Regions from separate parts of the Salmo salar genome. Here region 1 is linked to region 2. The links are chromatin contacts, called in public Hi-C maps. All regions are on one chromosome and are shown on one strand. Each heading gives the region's core, a stretch centred on a gene start, on an enhancer-like site or on the middle of the called end of the contact. The rest is flanking DNA. Distances are from core to core; before and after follow the strand shown. Region 1 holds the start of LOC106566583 (zinc finger protein 512B). Region 2 holds the start of prpf6 (PRP6 pre-mRNA processing factor 6 homolog (S. cerevisiae)).

Evidence for each region. Hi-C and Micro-C count contacts between places; a contact is called where the count stands out from the background.
Region 1: a Hi-C map of muscle shows a contact between it and region 2, with 14 times the contacts expected there. The contact joins the promoter of LOC106566583 here to the promoter of prpf6 in region 2. A contact is called at or near these places in 2 of 3 Hi-C or Micro-C datasets (gill and muscle).

What each region holds. Positions count from the first base shown.
Region 1 is chrssa13:19,255,877-19,262,681 of Ssal_v3.1, reverse strand. It overlaps LOC106566583 (zinc finger protein 512B), which reads right to left and starts at 2,946. Exons shown (of 19, transcript XM_014134719.2): 1 at 2,490-2,946; 2 at 2,090-2,234; 3 at 1,778-1,979.
Region 2 is chrssa13:19,079,001-19,085,201 of Ssal_v3.1, reverse strand. It overlaps prpf6 (PRP6 pre-mRNA processing factor 6 homolog (S. cerevisiae)), which reads left to right and starts at 3,490. Exons shown (of 21, transcript XM_014134697.2): 1 at 3,490-3,864; 2 at 4,610-4,772; 3 at 4,870-4,988; 4 at 5,110-5,188; 5 at 5,379-5,555. The coding sequence starts at 3,575.

The DNA.
Region 1 (6,805 bases), core at 1,697-4,196, 180 kb before region 2:
ACAGTACACAGGTCACTCATTTGGTTGGCTTGTGTTAAACACTTTTAATTTCACCTTGTATGGAGGCGTGGGTGGTTTCAGAGACACGTGTTGTATGTACGTTTCAAAAAAATGGATCGTCTACTCGTGAGACTGGTGTGTATAATTATACTGCACATAGACGCAGACATGCCAGCCAAGTCACCCGTGATACAAGTCAATATTCCACGTCCATCCGTGTCTGAACGTCGGGAGATGACAGCCACTAAGGGCAACAGTGAGCGTGATGGATGGGGATGGAGGACGGGTAAAAGCATTTGTCTCCGATTCCAAAGGTTTCACGTTTCAATCCAGCGACAAAGATGTTGGTTTTAAACCTATCCCAAACCTTAACCCTTACCTTCACCATTCGGTTAATGCCTAAACTTAACCCTAACCTTAAAAATTCGGAGTTAATGTCTAACCTTAAACACTTTGAACCTTGACGTTTGAGCAACATGGATGAACATCTAATTGTGACGTGAGACTGTGAGAGCTAGTTGGACATGCACGCACACACACACACACACACACACACACACACACACACACACACACACACACACACACACACACACACACACACACACACCCTGGACCATGTGCATTACAAGGCAAGGGAGGTATGTAGCTGAACCCAGGTTTCACTTCTTCCTCTGTAAAGATATGGGTAGATCCATATTGCTAGAGAAGCAGGGATCAGGGTGTGATACAAGACTCATAAAATAGGCCAGAGAGCCAGACAGACATTATGCACATTCACTGTGCTAAGATATACATACATTATATGTCAGTGGAGGCTGCTGAGGGGAGGACGGCTCATAATAAGGGAGTCATCGGAATGGTACAAAAAACCCATAAAAGACGTGGTTTCCATGTGTTTGATACCATTTCATTGACTCCATTCCAGCCATTATAATGAGCCGTTCTCTACTGATATATGTAGACTGTCTATTGTGTCCCTATTGTGACTTGCCCTCATTGTCATGTCTATAACATTGTTGACACTAAAACAAATTCATTTTTATTGATTTGCTGATTGATGTACCATGGTTGATTTCTGATTCGCAATACAGTTTTTAATTCAACTAAATTCTATTTTATTCTATTCTATATTCACAGTAGCTTACTGTACACCCAGAGCAGTGAATGCACAACTTCCACACACAGTCAAGGCACTGTTAGGACTGACATGGAGATAAGTCACACACACACACACACACACACACACACACACACACACACACACACACACACACACACACACACACACACACACACACACACAGGTTCTGAGTTAAGTAATACCACTTTATTACTGTCATACTACAACACTGCTACTGCTACATTACAGCTATAGGCTATTATCCTGCTACTGTAGCAGTATGGCATACATGTGATAGTCTACTAACCTAGTCATGACAGTTATAAATCAATACATCATACAGCTGGCTGAAACCAAAGCTGAACCCCAGAAACAACTGCAAAGTGAAAGAGAACTGACCACGTACACACAAAAACACTTAGATGTTTGAAGGCTGCACAGACAACATGCCCTATTCACCTCCTAGGTCACATAGGCTGCAACAGCAGTTTGACTTGCTTCTGTCTCCTCTACTTGAAGATGGTTACATTGCAGCAACATTGTTTGTGGACTGTTTCGATTGCTACATTGGTGCATTCAAATGCTGCTGGCTACAATGTTTACAGTGCTGTTGATTAATAATAGGGACATGGGATTCTAGAAGGCCACACCTACCTGCAATGTCGGGAGTCACCCAACACGAGCCGCCGGGTGGCCCGGGTCACCCACGTGGGGGTCAGGCGGTAGGGCTACACCTCGCGCGGTATATGCGCCTTTCCCGGTCTTACATGGCCATCACACCTGCTGTTGCAAGCGGGTCTGGTCGGGGGCTTCGATGGAGACGGACTGACAGTCGTCACGGTCGTTAGCCACGCGCCTAGTCCCCGTTTTCAATCCGAGGAAAGATGAGGGGAGATGAAGAAGATGAGGAAGAGGGAGGAGGAGGGGGGGAAAGGAGATGCCAATTAAAATCCTAAAGACGTTCACCTTATTTCCAGCCTCCACTTTTTCCCCTTTCGTGCATTAATATGGCAACCACGAGGCACTTCTTTAATCTCAATCGTCTCGTTGGAAAACTCAAGGAATATGAATATCAGGAGACACGCAGGAAAGATAGAAACGTCTCCGACTCCTTGAAGAAAACATTCAAATACAACAAGGTTTTATATAGGCAGTGAAGCAAAATGGCGACTTTAATATGAAGGAGGAGTAAAAAAAAAAATCCTTGCAATGGCTGGAGCTAAAGGGAGTCACAAAAATATGTTTAGTGCAGTAATTTTCAACAGCTGCAAGCGAGTTGGTTAGAGTAAAAGAAAATGAACCAGAGGAAAAAAGGAATTAAAAGATTCGACCTCGGTCGCTTTCGGTGCAGTCTGCGGTTCCTTACCTCGGGATTATTTCGGGGTTTTATACGGAAATTATCTTCGCGGCCGTGTACAGTAATAGGCTACAGTAATGTGTGTTGAGTCATGCGCGTATCCACTCTTCCTTTGACAGCTGCAACTACAGTCTTCTGGCAACTTGCAAACTCTCGCGTTATTATTATTTTTATCGCGCAAATAATATTCGGGGTTTTTGACTAATAAACCCGATTTTGTATCGATACCAAACTGACGGTTTGATGTGGCTCATCCGACGTAACGCCGTGCGGTCATGACGAAAAAGGGTTAGGATCAATTCTTAAAACCAGCCTCGCTAAACGTTTTAATCTGGTAATGTTAGGCTACTAAATTATCATTCGGCCTTTATCGTTAATATTCAGGGAGTCAACTGCGCACAGCCTTAGATTGTAAATTGTCGTTGTGCTGTTTCGTCGGTATCATGCCAGTCCATGGCAGTCCAAAAAATGGTCCGCTCGTAGGCTATAACAATTGAAACTTGCATAGTGACGCTGGGGCAGAGTAGAATCGACTATAGGCTACCTAATCTGCTCTATCAGAAACGGATCAATCGATTTAATATGGGATGTTAAATAGGTTGTTAGATGATGTAGACTGTTATGGTTGGGCATTGCTGATCTGTCATTTTATTCCAAGGCTATTGCAATTTCGAAAACCAAGGTCACTTGCTTTGAAAGTTTCTCTTATTTTGCCCACTAATGAATTATTATTATTGCTATTACTAAATCAGCAAGCTTCTGCAAGAGCAGCTAAATGTTCTCCATTATACTCTGACATGATATGTATAACACGTGGCCCTCACTCATGCAGGCACTGAATCTTAGCCACTTACAGTGGGCTCACACAACCAGAGGAGACTCTCAGATGTGATTGGTGCCAGTCAGCATGACCTAATATTTGTTATAAGTGGAAATCATCAGAAACAATGACGTAAACCATGTACACTGGCTGTTCCCCTAAACCCCCAGAAGAGGGCAGGACATAGTCATTTTAGGGCCTGGCAACGTCAGGGCCCAAGCAGGGTACAGTATATAAAATGTATCCTTCCTTTCGACCACTCTGAAGTAGTTACTGATGAGACATGACTGGACAGTGAAAGCTATATGGCGGTGCCCTTGCTTTCACTTGTCCAATTACATTAGATCTGTTATGTCAAGGAGGGAAAGATTAAGGATGCAGTTTTAATTTCTTTAATCGCACTTCCTTCACTAAAATATATATATATATATATATATATTTTAAATTCCTTCTCTGTTTCTCTGTTTCTCGGCCCAATTCAGATATATTTTTTTTAACTAATTGGTCTTTTGTGAAAAGATCTGATGTGATTGGTCAAAAGATCAATTAGTGGAAAAATAATATCAGAATTTGGCTGCCTGTGTAAACGCAGCCTTCCACTCAACTGATTAGAAATGGTTTGTAGAGGGAAAGATAACATGACCAAAACCTGCCGCCCTTTCACCTGCCATTCATCCATTGCAGTTGCATTAGAGCTTTACACTGGGGAGCTACATTCAATTTCTACTAGATTCTCTAATTTGCTCCAAGATTATTATTTTTAAAAACATGTATCTACCCCTCACATGAAATGTTCATACATTAGATATCCAGTAGATGGAAGTGTTGCCTCACTATTGGGTCCCGTAACACTGAAATATAGTAGTCCACATTGTCATATGACCACTGGAGAACATGTGTCCTTGGTGATGGCTGTCCACTGAGTAGGCCTAGTCGCCAGTCACTGAAAGTACCCTGGTACCTAGTTTTTAAATACTATTTCAAAGTGCTGGGGTAGGATCTCGGTTTGCCGTTTGAGATAAACACATTGATGGTGTTTTCCATTAGAATATAGCAGAGAAGACAAAAAAAAATTATCTTTGGGGATTGAAGTGGCAACAAATGACCCCGGATGAGTATATCCTACAGACACGTTAGGAGAAATCCGCAGGACTCAATCTCAAATAAATGGGGAGGGTTGACCCTGCCCATCAATCTTCTTCCTCTCTTACAAAATATTACACCACAGGTTGACATACTATAAGTTATGGCAGTCAGTAAATTCCTCGGAGCAACAGTACTACCCCAGTGTATGGAGCTACGTCCTACTGTTCCCCTGCTCTGTGTTTTAATGGAACCTAACTGAATGGTTATTGCAGGATCCTGGTTGACAGACCATAAATCCCTTACAGTGATTTACTCCTCTCTTTCTCTGCTGACCAGGCACAAGCCTGGTTAATAGCTACTAAAAGCTGTCAGGTGGCCAACCTGTACTACCATTGGCAACTAGAGGGAAACCGTGTTCTACGCCGCATGTGGCGTCAATCAGTGAGGTTTCAAATGGACAATCTGCCTTCTGCGTGACAGAGGCAGAAAGAGAAGTGAGAACGTGTTGTGGGATTAAAGAATAGCAGCCATGATTTTGAAGCCACTGTTTAAGAAACACAGACCTCCAGACCTCCTTGGGCACCACTAAGCTCATTTATATCTGAGGAGAGAGAGAGAGACAAATAAGAAAGGATGGAATAAGAAAGAGATAGGTTGAGAAATGAACACATAAGCTGAGGTTATAAACACTTAGAGTCCTCTCTCCCTAACTGCCTGCTCCACAGCTATACGCTCTATCACCTCTACCTCTCCACCCATAATGAGACATCACACAGCTGACAGGACCTGTTTACCATAGAACCATCCATATGATAATGATTTACATGTAATTAGGCAGGGAGATGCTTGGTATCACCCAGTAATTGTCTCCCAGCAGTAAGCCAGACAGCCAGCGAGGCAGGATGGTGACAGGAGAAACTGCTTAGTATTCACTAACATGACTCAGCCACTGAGTGACAGGTGAGGGCGCAGGTGCAAGGTGCCAGACACGCTTCGTTTGGACAGGTGTGACGTCCTCCCTCCCTCTCCATCTCTGATTTTTCCTCTCTCCCTCCCTCACTTCCTCTGTTTCTCATTGAAATGTTTTTGTCCATCCTGTTTTCTCTCTTTTCATCTCCATCTATTCCAGTCCTTTTGTATATCTCTCTATTCTATCCATTTTCCCTCTACCACACTATCCTTCTCTTTTCTGTGTAAACATCTCTCTCTAGGGCACCAGACAACAGAACAGGGGCAGAAAGAGGAATAGAGAGAGACCTCACCAGACCGTTACCACAGAAAGGAGAAGTGAAAATAGAGGAAAATGAAATAACGGCCATCTAATTGGTTGTCCTAGCCAACTGCCCCGACTTTCTTCAATAATGGTCTATATCACCATAGACAGTGTGAAGCCAGTTGCAGAGAAAGATAAAAACAGAGAGGGAGAGGAAGATAGAGGGAGAGGAAGATCAAGAAAGATAAAGGGAGCGGCAGATAGAGCGAGATAAGGAGAGACAGATCTACAAAGGTAGAGAGAGGCGGAGAGAGAAACACAGAGGCAGAGCAAGAGTGAGAGAGAGTTAAAATAAAGAGTTAAAAGAGAGAGTTAAAAGATAGTTAGAAGCGAGAGTTAGAAGAGATATAGTTAAAAAGAGAGCTAAGAGAGAGAGTAAGAAGATAGAGTTAAAAGAGAGAGAGTTAAGAGAGAGTTAAGAGAGAGAGAGTTAAAAGAGAGAGAGTTAGAAGAGATAAGAGTTAAAAAAGAGAGCTAAGAGAGAGAGTAAGAAGAGATAAGAGTTAAAAAAGAGAGCTAAGAGAGAGAGTTAAATGAGAGAGAGAGTTAAGAGAGAGAGTTAAAAGCGAGAGTTAAGAGAGAGAGTTAAATGAGAGAGAGAGTAAGAAGAGAGAGTTAAAAGAGAGAGTTAAATGAGAGCGAGAGCGTTAAGAGAGAGAGATAAAATAGAGAATTAAGAGAGAGAGTTAAAAGAGAGAGTTAGAAGGAGAGATAAAAGAGAGAGTTAGAAGAGATCGAGTTAAGAGAGAGAGTTAAAAGAGAGAGTTAAAAGAGAGTTAGAAGAGATGAGTTAAAAAGAGAGCTAAGAGAGAGAGTAAGAAGAGATTGAATTAAAAGAGAGTTAAGAGAGAGAGTTAAATGAGAGAGAGTTAAGAGAGAGAGTTAAAATAGAGAGAGAGTTAAAAAAGATAGAGAATTAAAAGATAGAGATAAAAGTGAGAGTTAGAAGGAGAGTTAAAAGAGAGAGTTAGAAGAGATAAGAGTTAAAAGAGAGTGAGAGATAGAAGAGATATATACTGCTCAAAAAAATAAAGGGAACACTTAAACAACACATCCTAAATCTGAATGAAATAAATAATCTTATTAAATACTTTTTTCTTTACATAGTTGAATGTGTTGACAACAAAATCACACAAAAATAATCAA
Region 2 (6,201 bases), core at 2,241-4,740:
GCAGTCGTGGGTAAAGAAGGAGTACAGTCAGAGACTAACCCCTTTGGGGCCCCCGTGTTGATGGTCAGCAAGCAGGTGTTGTTGCTTACCCTCACCACCCAGGAAGTCGCAGAGGGAGGTGTTCAGTCCCAGGGTCCCCATCTTGGTGATGAGCTTGGAGGGGACTATTATGTTGAACTCTGAGCTGTAGTCTATGAACAGCATTCTCACACAGTTATCTCCCCTCCTGTCCAGGTGGGAGAGGGCAGTGTGAAGTGCAATTGAGATTACAGCATCTCTGGATCTGTTGGGATGGTATGTGAATTGGAGTGGGTCCAGAATGTCTGGGATGATGGTGTTGATGTGTGTCATGACCAGCCTTTCACTTAATAATTACAGATGTGAATGTTACAAGGCAATAGTCATTTAGTTCGAGTTCTTGGGAACCGGGACAATGGTGGTCAATTTGAAACATGTTGGGATTACAGACTGGGACAAGGAGAGATTGAAGATGTCCGTGAAGACACATGCCAGCTGGTCTAGTATATATTGCGAACGCATCCTGGTATTCCATCTGGCCAGGTGTCCTTGCGACTGTTAACCTGTGTGAGTGTTAAGACTGTGTGATCACTGAGATCACACAGTCATCTGGAACAAAGGGGCTTTCACGCAAGACTCAGTGTTGTATTCCTCGAAGCAAGCATAAAAGGCATTTAGTTCATTTGGAAGTTATGCATCACTGGGCATTTTATGACTAGGTTTCCCTCTGTAATCCATTATCGTCTGCAAGCCCTGCAACATGCGACAAGCGTCAGAGCCGTTGTAATAGGATTCCACCTTTCTCCTACACTGAGTGTACAAAACATTAGGAACACCTGCTCTTTCCATGACATAGACTGGCCAGGTGAATCCAGGTGAACTCTATGATCCCTTATTGATGTCACTTGTTAAATCCACTTCAATCAGTGCAGATGAAGGGGAGGAGCCAGGTTAAAGAAGGATTTTTAAGCCATGAGACAATTGAGACATGGATTGTGTATGTGTGCCATTCAGAGGGTGAACGGGCAAGACAAAAGATTTAAGTGCCTTTGAACGGGTATGGTAGCAGGTACCAGGCGCACCGGTTTGTGTCAAGAACTGCACCGCTGCTGGGTTTTTCATGCTGAACAGTTTCCTGTGTTTATCAAGAATGGTCCACCACCCAAACATTGTAGTCAACATGAGCCAGCATCCCTTTCGAACGCTTTCGACACGTTGAAGAGTCCGTGCCCCGGCAAATTGAGGCTGTTCTGAGGGCAAAAGGGGGTGCAACTCAATATTAGGATTAATATTTAATATTTTGTCCGGCCAGTGTATATTGTCATTTAGTATGTTTGATGTCTCATCGGAGGTCGTACGGGCTTTATTTTGTCCATGTCACTGTCTTGTTCCTTGTAAGCGGTAGCTTTACCATTTAGCCCAGTGTGAATATTGCCTGTAATCCATCAAAGGGAGACAACATCCATTATCTCTGCTGGCTACCAGGGCCACCGCCATGCTAGACTCTCTGTGTGTGTGTGTGTGTGCGTGCGTGCGTGCGTGCGTGCGTGTGTGTGTGCGTGTGTGTGTGACATGGTGTTCTCGTTTTCTCCTCCATGCATGTTTGTGTCTGTGCGTGTCAGCAGAGAGATGTAGCTTGTTTACCACAAATATCCTACAACACGATAGAAAAAATAAGATGATGGAAGTTCCAAAAATACCTTTTATTGTGACTCACTGCTCATCCACTGATTTCATCTGGCATTGACCCATATCTGCATCTGCCAAGGCTGACCTCAAACAAAGGTGATTGAATGCATTCAGAACAGTAACCAGGGGATTAGATGTGGACATGGGTTTGACATGCAGGGTTTTCTTGATAATTAACCTCAATCAGCATTACTGACGGGTGGTTTCCCTCTAATGACACGGACCTGGATCGCTGGATCACAGACAGACAGACAGACACAGACAGACAGACAGACAGATAGACAGACAGACAGACAGACAGACAGAGGAGCATATGAGGAGGAGAATATCTACTTCCAGTATTATACAACACTGTACGTTGGGGGATCCACATTGACTGCAAGGTTTTGGTCCAACCGAGTACTATCACACCTGATTCTAGTCAAGAACATGATGATCAGTTGAATCAGGTACGTTAATACTGGGCTGGAACAGTAGTCTACACACTCTGGGGATGATAGCGTTCTACTTTGGGGAAAAGTTAAACATATTCAGTTAGACAATCTATCATAATTTTGTATGAAGAATATACTATCAACTCAATATCAACTATCTCCGTACACATCGGCAATGGTTAACTGGGGCTCCCGGCTCTCAGCTCCTGGCTCCCGGCTTTCAGTAATGGGGCTCCCGAGTGGCACAGCGGTCTAAGGCACTGCATCTCAGTGCTAGAGGCGTACTACAGACACCCTGGTACGAATCCAGGCTGTATCACAACCGGCCATGATTGGGAGTACCAAAGGGCGGTGCACAATAGGCCCGGGTTTGGCTGGTTTAGGCTGTCATTGTAAATAGGAATTTGTTCTTAACTGACTTTTCTAGTTAAAACAAAGGTTAAATACAAAAATTAAACCAGGTCTGTGAAGTTTTGCGGCTCTTTGGATCTATAAAATGGTTCTGGGCTCTTGAATCCATACATCCTCTAATGCAGCTGACAGCCCATTTTCATCACAGAATCTTCTCCCAGAAGTGGAATAATGTCTGCCCTGGAGGCAAATTAAATGAAGAGAAATGAACATGCTGAGGCCTTGGCTGTAGATGGCTAAAGTTAAAGGTGATGGAATCAAATTGATGCATAGGCGGAGGTACTTCATCACAAGACAGACAGCACAGAAACGTCATATTAGGTTGTAATTACATTTATCGCAGTGAGCCCATCCTGTGATTGACAATGGACCGCCCAAGAAGGCTTTAGTGTCCATGTTAGACTGGTTTGATATATATTAGATAATGCATCTCTGTCAAAATGTATGCCAATTAATTTTAAAACACTGTTTAAAATGTGTCGGCCAATCAGCTGTGTTTTTAAATTGGTTCTCTCAAGAAATAGGACAGTGTCGACTTTCATTATGTCAATAATGGTGAAATGCAGACTCAAAATGACCTGGCTGTCAAACCAGATATGCTGAGGTAGCCTAATGAGCTTATGTTGATGAGGGCTAGCAGATTCACTCAACTATGTGCTGATCAAATACATGACCCGAAACCAATGCATATTTATTCCCTGTAGTTACAGGTAGACTTAATAAACCATTTAGACTACAAATTCCAGTTGCCATGTCTGGGATATGTGCAATGATTCTCCTAGCCTGCACATTTTCCTGTAGTCTGCTGCACTCTGCTGGTAGAGCCTGGCAGTAGTAGTTGTGGTGCGCCACAGGGGGCGCTGCTGCAGACCAATGCCATGATTGTAAAAGGAAGTGCGTATGTTATTATTTCCAAAAGTTCCAGTCTGCCGGGAGATCACACGAAGAAGATTATTCCGGAAGTGAACTCGTTCTTATTATACCTTAGTGAGTGAACCGCGTTGTCGGTATAACTAGCTACGATGGCTAGCAGAGATGGAAACTATAATAACAGAAATCAAAATGATGGTAGAGGCTCCAGGGGCGGTGGACAGAATTTCGGTAGAGGATCCGGTGGCCGCGGGCAGAATGATGGTAGAGGCTTTGGGGGCGGCGGGCAGAATTCTGGTAGAGGCTCTGGAGGTGGCCGGGGTGGCGGGCGTAATGCCGAGCCCCCGCCAATGCCCATGTCCTCGCCGCTCATGGGCAAGAAGAAAAAGCCCTTCCTTGGGATGGCTGCGCCGCTAGGCTATGTGCCTGGACTCGGCAGAGGGTAAGCAGGCATGATGTTAGTTAGCTTAGCCTCATAGCTAGCTAGCTACAGTAACTAAGCTACCTTTGACTGGAAAACAATCTTGAATTTGGCTGGCAATCAAGTACTTGTACCTAAATCTTGCTAATAGTGTTAAGATGCAATACGTCTAAAATTCCTTCCTTCTTGTTATTAAGTAACGTTAGTAACTACTTGTGCACCAATGCAATGTTTGGCTCGCTATCTACCTATGTAAACACTCCAGAACCAGACTGAAACAAAAACTACAGAGGCTGTTGTCTCCAGGAGCAGAAGATAGCCAGCAGATCCGACCAGCTTACTTACAACTGCAATAGGGTCAGACAGACTTCCATTGTAGTTTAAGACACAGCTGAGCCAACCCGAGATATGGCTCGGAAAATATCTCAATACAGGGATGAGAAATTAGTTATACTCTGAATTGCCCCATTATCCCAACTGAACTGTTACAACTGGTAGTTTTTTTTAGCAGTTGTTTAATCTTCTCAGTGTAACAGTTGGGATAATGGGACAATTTGATGAACATGACATTTCTCATCCCTGGATTGAGGTATGTTTTCCAAGCCATCTCTCACGCCAGCTCTGCTGTGTAATAATCTACACAGGAAGCCTGTCTGACCCTAGTGCAGCTGTAAGCAAGCGGGTCAGATCTGCTGGCTAGATTGAAGAATAATGTTCTAGTCTGTGGTTGAATCTCTCCATCTATCTCCACCTCTTCTGTCTCCAGAGCCACAGGTTTCACCACCCGGTCTGATATCGGTCCCGCTCGAGATGCCAACGACCCGGTGGATGACCGCCATGCTCCCCCGGGGCAGAGGACGGTGGGGGACAAGATGAAGAAGAACCAGGAAGACGACGAAGAGGATCTGAATGACACCAACTATGATGAGGTGCTTGTTTATACATGACACCCAAGAACAAGTTCAGGCAAAGCTCAGCTCAGCTCACAACGTATTGTAACATCTGCCTCTGTCCACTTTGTCTCAGTTTAACGGCTATGCTGGCAGTCTGTTCTCCAGTGGACCCTATGAGAAAGACGACGAGGAGGCAGACGCCATCTACGCAGCTCTGGACAAGAGGATGGACGAACGACGCAAGGAGAGGAGGTGAGAGAAGAGACTTCCATGTATTTATTAGTGTGGGTTACTGCTCTTGAGGGTGGGTGGGTGTGTGTGTGTGTGTTACTGCTCTGTTGTGTTAACCCAGTCTGTCCTGTGTGGTCCCCAGGGAGCTGAGGGAGAAGGATGAGATAGAGAAGTACCGTATGGAGCGCCCCAAGATCCAGCAGCAGTTCTCTGACCTCAAGGTTAGGCACTGTGTTCTCATGGCAACAGAGTCAACTCTCCTGTACTGTCTCCGAGCAGTCCTGCCTTTTAAATCTGCCAAAGACACATTTTCCGTCTCTTAATGGATAATGACATTGAAAGCAATACGTCTATTCTACTCTTCATTCTCTCTCCCTTTCTCTCTCTCTGGCTCTTGGTCTCTGTGTGTAGAGGAAGCTGTCAGGAATGTCAGATGAGGAGTGGCTGAGTATCCCGGAGGTTGGCGATGCCAGGAACAAGCGCCAGAGGAACCCGCGCTATGAGAAACTCACCCCTGTACCAGACAGCTTCTTCTCCAAACACTTGACCACAGGAGACAAGCACACCACTGTGGACCCACTGCAGGGGGTTAGTAACGTTACATGCACAGAAGCAGACACACACTCAAGCATACTCACCAACTTCTAAGGGTAATGCATCACCATACTCTCATACCACACTCTCTCTGTTTTGTCATATGTTGCAGTTTCATTATGTGCCTGTAGGAGTCAACTTCTGCCACTGAAACATTCTCCAAATCCTACCTAGGGCTGTTGGGGTGACTGTATTACTGCCACACCGGCAGTCATGAGTCATGACCGCAGTAAATTCCATGTGACTGTTGAGTTGCGGTAATCTTCTCATATGCACTCTTGACATGCTTCGGTAGTACCCAACTGGCTAACGATCATCGGGTCCTGATGGCCTGGTACTCAGGGCTCTATTGTCCCTCCATCAGGTCCTAATGGCCTGGTACTCAGGGCTCTATTTTCCCTCCATCAGGTCCTAATGGCCTGGTACTCAGGGCTCTATTGTCCCTCCACCAGGTCCTAATGGCCTGGTACTCAGGGCTCTATTGTCCCTCCATCAGGTCCTAATGGCCTGGTACTCAGGGCTCTATTGTCCCTCCATCAGGTCCTAATGGCCTGGTACTCAGGGCTCTATTGTCCCTCCGTCAGGTCCTAATGGCCTGGTGCTCAGGGCTCTATTGTCCCTCCATCAGGTCCTAATGACC